Regions from separate parts of the Sus scrofa genome. Here region 1 is linked to region 2. A link is a contact called in public promoter capture Hi-C data. All regions are on one chromosome and are shown on one strand. Each heading gives the region's core, a stretch centred on a gene start, on an enhancer-like site or on the middle of the called end of the contact. The rest is flanking DNA. Distances are from core to core; before and after follow the strand shown. Region 1 holds the start of FMO4 (dimethylaniline monooxygenase [N-oxide-forming] 4). Region 2 holds the start of FMO1 (flavin containing monooxygenase 1).

Region 1 (2,700 bases), core at 138-2,637, 48 kb after region 2:
TACCACTGAACTTGGAGTTGGAGGAGATGCACATTCTCACTGCACAAGCCAGCTCTAGCACACCACTCAGTAAGAATATTGGAGTTCCCGTGGTGTCTCAGTGGTTAATGAATCCGACTAGGAACCATGAGGTTGCGGGTTCGGTCCCTGCCCTTGCTCAGTGGGTTAACGATCCGGCGTGAGCTGTGGTGTAGGTTGCAGACGCAGCTCGAATCCAGCGTTGCTGTGGCTCTGGCATAGGCTGGCGGCTACAGCTCCGATTCGACCCCTAGCCTGGGAACCTCCATATGCCGCGTGAGCGGCCCAAGAAATAGCAAAAAGACAAAAATAAATAAATAAATAAATAAAAATATTTGGGGGACAACTGAAAATGACCTGTATGTTACGTAAGTTATTGAATTTATACTGATTTTCTTATATACCATAATTGAAATATGGTTGTGTGGAAGAATGCCATTCTTCTTGCAAGATAATGTGCTAAAATATCCGGATGGCAACTTGCCATCTGAAGACTACTTTTAGATGTGTGTCTACAGATGCATATGTGTGTAAACATGGGTGGAGAGAGAGAAAGAAAATGTCAGTGTGTCAAGAGGTTGCTAGTTGATGAAATGGGTGAGGAATACATTAGTGTTCATTAATAAAATAACTCTTACAACTTCTCTGTGGACTTAATATTTCTCAAAAGAAAAAATATGTTGCCAACAGCAGACTTTATATAAAAATCTGAATTTTCAGTCTCTATTGAAAGGAGCTTAAAACCTTGCAATAGTGGGCTTATGCTCTCAAATAGCACTATTTAGCTAAACCTAATACATGGGGGTGGGCAGGTGCTTTCCAGTCAGATCTGATCAGGCCCTCTTCTCCGACCCTTGTGGGCATTTGCATCTATGATTGTTCAATGAGCTGAAGATGGTCCTTTATGCTGGCTTCCAAGCACTCAGTGGAGAAAAAGATGCTGTGTACTTACTATTCTATTACTGCCAGTGCTTCTGTAATTATTCCTTTTCGTGTGCCCTGGGTTAATATCTAAAACTAGTTTCATGTTTTCTCAAACATGTTTTACCAGCTCCCTCTGCTGACCTTTTCTGAAAAGACGAAACTGCTTAAATCCCTTATAAATTCTCAATTTTGAAATCACACTTCTGGGGTGCGGGAACTCTAGACTTGGAAGAACTGCTGACATGACAAATGACTTTCTCCCATGGCCCGCTCCTATGACCACTGAAGGGACTAATAAAAGAGTCAGAATTTAGAAAGTACACTGCCCCTCTCCCTGGGGGCTGTGGTTTGGGGGTGACTTGGCGCCCTCTAACGGCTACGAGGAGAAGAGCGGCCACTTAACCTATGCTCCCCTTTAGGGCTTTGCCGGAACTGTGACGTTTCGGAGGGTGGGGGAAAAGGGTCAGAAGTCGCTTGTGGCCTTCGAATCCGAAAGCATTATTCTAACTCGTCATTTAGCCCTCCCTCGAGATCACGGAAGTATCTAGCCGTGTCCCACACAACTTTTTCTGTTTTGTTTTGCTCTGTGAGTATACTTTCTGCTATCACCAGCAGGACAGGAAAGACGAATGGGTTTTTGTTTTAAACCGAGAGCAATTTTGTGATAGTTGGCGTTCTTTTATTTTCCTTCCAGAACAAAGAGTTGGAGTTTCAATTGTTTTTCAAGACAAACACTACCTTTGGTATTGGTTTTGAGAAATAATTTGTCAGAATATCTACTCTATGCCAACAAGGTAAGTGTCCTGGATTTTTTTTTTTTTTTTAATGGGGGTATTTTTCCAGGAGCTGCTTTCACAGAGGATGAATATTCTCCTTGGAGAGTGCATTCCTTAAAAATTATTGTGATCCTCTTCTTCAGGAGCCTCCTGATTAAGGTTAAAGCAGAGAATTATGGAGAAAACCGGAAGCAAAGGAATTGTAAGGAAACAAAGTTATGTTGTAGGGTGAAAACACCCAGAAAGGAGGTGTGGGTGAGAATAACAGAACTGTGGGACTTTCTGTCATTCCAGGCTCACTTCTGATTTCACTTTATGGATGAGATGGCATTGCCAGGCATTGGGAAACACAAAATACTCCACGAGTGTTATGGCAGGACATACTGTAGCAAAGGAAGAACACTGGTAGAATGATAATAAATATGAATAGATCAAATTTCTGTCATATAAATCATAACTAGTTACATAATAGCCTAATCACCCAAGTCTCTCCATGTCTCAAAAACAATTCCTACATTTTGTCAGGCATGACAAAATGTAGGAATTTATAGTCTGTCAGGCATGGGATGGGTTTTGATGTTGTCCAAAAGTCCAATTCAGTAGCTTAGGACTCCTTTCTATTAAGGAAGCAAATATCAGCAACCTTTGACCTACAATGGAACTTATGCACACTTTATAGCACACTTTATTGTTTACAAGGGGCTTAACACATCTTACACCCCCCTGGCCCTTCAAGCCTGCAGTATTTGTTGCTGAAAGTCAAACTCAACAGTTGCCTAATAGAAATGCAGAGACGGAGTTTTGCTTGAAGGAGAAAAAGATGGCTTTATTTATTGCCAGGCAAAATCAGCCACAGCATGCTGATGCCTTAAAGACTGTGGCCCCCTTGGAAAAGATTAGGAGGTGGTTTTATCATTTGGGGAGTGGAATATAGGGCCACTCCCCAAATCAGAGTAGAGGCAAGCTTGCATTTTCTTTCAAA
Region 2 (2,700 bases), core at 14-2,513:
TCAAGTTGTGCATGAATTACTGAACTTTTTCTCTGCTTTTTTTTGTAAAACATACTTTGGTACTCTTCACTGAAAGTTGTAAACATTTATCATTAATCCCTTTTTGTGCCTTTTTTTAATTTTGCCAACCATGTTTCTAGAAACATTACTAATGACAAAAAAAAAATCAAGAAAAAAAAATTTTGCCCTTCCAGAACCTTCCTCCTGCTTCTTCAGGCTTACACAATCTTTCCTGGAGTTTACTCTCTGTGCTGGTGGGAATCATTTCAATATTACAGAACGACACGTTCTCTCTTCTGGTAATGGCATCATCACCGCTATTTCTATCATCACCACAGCTATTTGCAGAGTGTTTACTATGTACAAGACTCTCTATGTGCATCATCTCATTTAATCCCCACCACAACTATCTGAGGCAAGAATTATTATGCTTATCTTTGAGGAAATTTAAGCTTTAAAAAGTTATGTAATTTCTTCAAGATTACTCAGAAAGTAACTTGTGAAAACATTACTTAAACCCAGGATTTGTGACTCCAAAGTCATGTTTCTCCCATAGGTTTGTCATATTTCCAAGTGCCTGGCTAGTCATCTACACTTAAGAAGGCTTTAAAAATTGAACTTAATCATGTGGGTGATATATGATTTTAAAATAATAATAATAATGATTTTCTATAAATGGGAAGTGGATCGAATCACTTAAAAGTGAATCTCTGGTGTACAAGATGTTGTCATAATCACCTTATTTTATTTATTCCCTCCCTTTTAAAGAATGAAATCTATAAACAATGAAGATGCTGCTGTGACTCGATGATTTCTATTTTGCAGGGAAAAGAATAATTTAAAGTGCATATCACCAGTCAGTGTTTCTTTTAGCATTTCGCTGTTGCAAGTATTCAAGTTAAAGTATAAACAATGGTTAACCTTAGATTCCAAATTCGGCATAACAGGTATGATGAATGCAGAGCCTGGTGTACTGGGGACTCCTAGGCCAGCACAGGCTCAGGATCATCCATCCATAAGATTTCTGCAGGCTCAAGTCCTCACTGTGGCCAAGTCTTGGCAGCAGGAACTTCTAGTACATAAACAACAAGATAAAATCTCTGGTTCCCTTGGATTAGGGAGGTGGGGCCCAGATTTTTCCTGTTTTGTTACTGAGCTTCAGGACAGAATCACCTCACCAGAATGCCACTCCCTCAGTCTGTGGAAGAGCTATAAAGCCACTCCTGCCTCAAAGTACAAAGAGAGTGGTAAGTAAATGCTTGAGTGCTTGGGGACAGTAAAGTCAGATATTATCAAGTCTTCTGTGTACACTGGTAAGTACTTTGCTGGGTAGATTACTAAGTGGTTAATTAGAAGATAAAACTTGGATTCCTAATGCAAAGGAAAATCAGTATTTTTTTCTCAAGTGTTTCCATTAATAGCTTCTAACATGGTGCCGAACAATGCTTTGGGGGTTTGTCTACCAGATATTGGCATTGGGCACATGCTGGGAAAGAGAGGACAACCCCCTCTCTTTTCGAATCTAATTTATGTTGGCATGTTGTCCTTGGTTCCCGTTGCTAAAAGTGCTCCATTCTGTGCATTATGACAAAATGTTTTGATTTGCATACTATTGTCAGATCTTTTTTCTGGTCCCACTTCCAGCTGAATTCATAAGATTATAAATTGTAAGGGTTTTGAAAATCTCTTGTAGATATCCAGTTGAATGCCATCTGATTTACAAATGGAGAAACTAGTCTACCCTTCGTTATTTCTTAGTTTCTCTTCCAGCCTAGGGAACATCTTTAGCCTTGTAACAGGTATGATGAATGCAGAGCCTGGCAGAATTTTTCTTACTTCGTGGTTGTGTTTAGGAATAGGCTTATATTGGTGGGGAACTGCTGGAGGATAGAAATCCCAGAGAATGGCCTTGCTCTAATCCAAATTTCTTACCGGCTGGTACTCATTTGTTCCTAAGGGCTAAGTGGGCACCTTCACTCACCCTCAATTGCCATTCAACTACTCTCTCTGCTTATTCTTGAAATGCACAGCCCATTAAGAATATCATATCATTGTACAGCCTGTGCCAGGATCTGTGTGCTGAGGTGTGTGTGTGTGTGTGTGTGTGTGTGTGTGTGTGTATCTCTGTGTGAGAAAGACAGAGACAAAGAGAAAGACACAAAGAACACAGGACAGAGAGACAGAGAGAAAGAGAAAAGGGAAGAGAGAGAGGAATGGGTAATATACAAAGAAAAGACTAGATGCAATTCCAATGCACTAGTGAAGATGGCTTCCTAGGAAATACATAGGTGAGTCACACTATAAGCAGTTAAGAAATTAATCAATTGATATACTGCTAGACTCAGATAAAGATAATTTGCATTTTCCTAACACTGGTGGATAAGGTCTCCATCTTATTTACCAATTAAAAATCAATTAAAAATATATCCAGAAGGAAAGACTATAATCTAGAGTTTCCTAAACTTCGTACATTCAAGGACTTCTTTATTTTGTAATTCTCACAGAGTCCCCAGACTATAGTTTTTCATATTAAGTAGTCAGGCCCAATAACTTATATATTTCTATTCTTTGTATGTGCACTTTTATTCTTTTATCAAACAACTTTGTAGCTGTTTGAAAAAATAATATACAAATTGAAAGAAAAGTGGTATTTTTATTTCATTATTAAATAATCACAGTTATTTAATATTGAGGATTATG

Evidence for each region. Promoter capture Hi-C pulls out the DNA fragments that hold promoters and counts their contacts.
Region 1: a promoter capture Hi-C map of liver shows a contact between it and region 2, with 2.1 times the contacts expected there. The contact joins the promoter of FMO4 here to the promoter of FMO1 in region 2. A contact is called at or near these places in 1 of 5 promoter capture datasets (liver) and 4 of 47 Hi-C or Micro-C datasets (heart right ventricle, liver and omental adipose tissue).

Annotation. Positions count from the first base shown.
Region 1 is chr9:63,907,459-63,910,158 of Sscrofa11.1, forward strand. FMO4 (dimethylaniline monooxygenase [N-oxide-forming] 4) reads left to right here and starts at 1,388. Exons shown (of 10, transcript XR_002335778.1): 1 at 1,388-1,528; 2 at 1,637-1,736.
Region 2 is chr9:63,859,977-63,862,676 of Sscrofa11.1, forward strand. It overlaps FMO1 (flavin containing monooxygenase 1), which reads left to right and starts at 1,264. Exons shown (of 9, transcript NM_214064.1): 1 at 1,264-1,313. It also overlaps the pseudogene LOC106507839.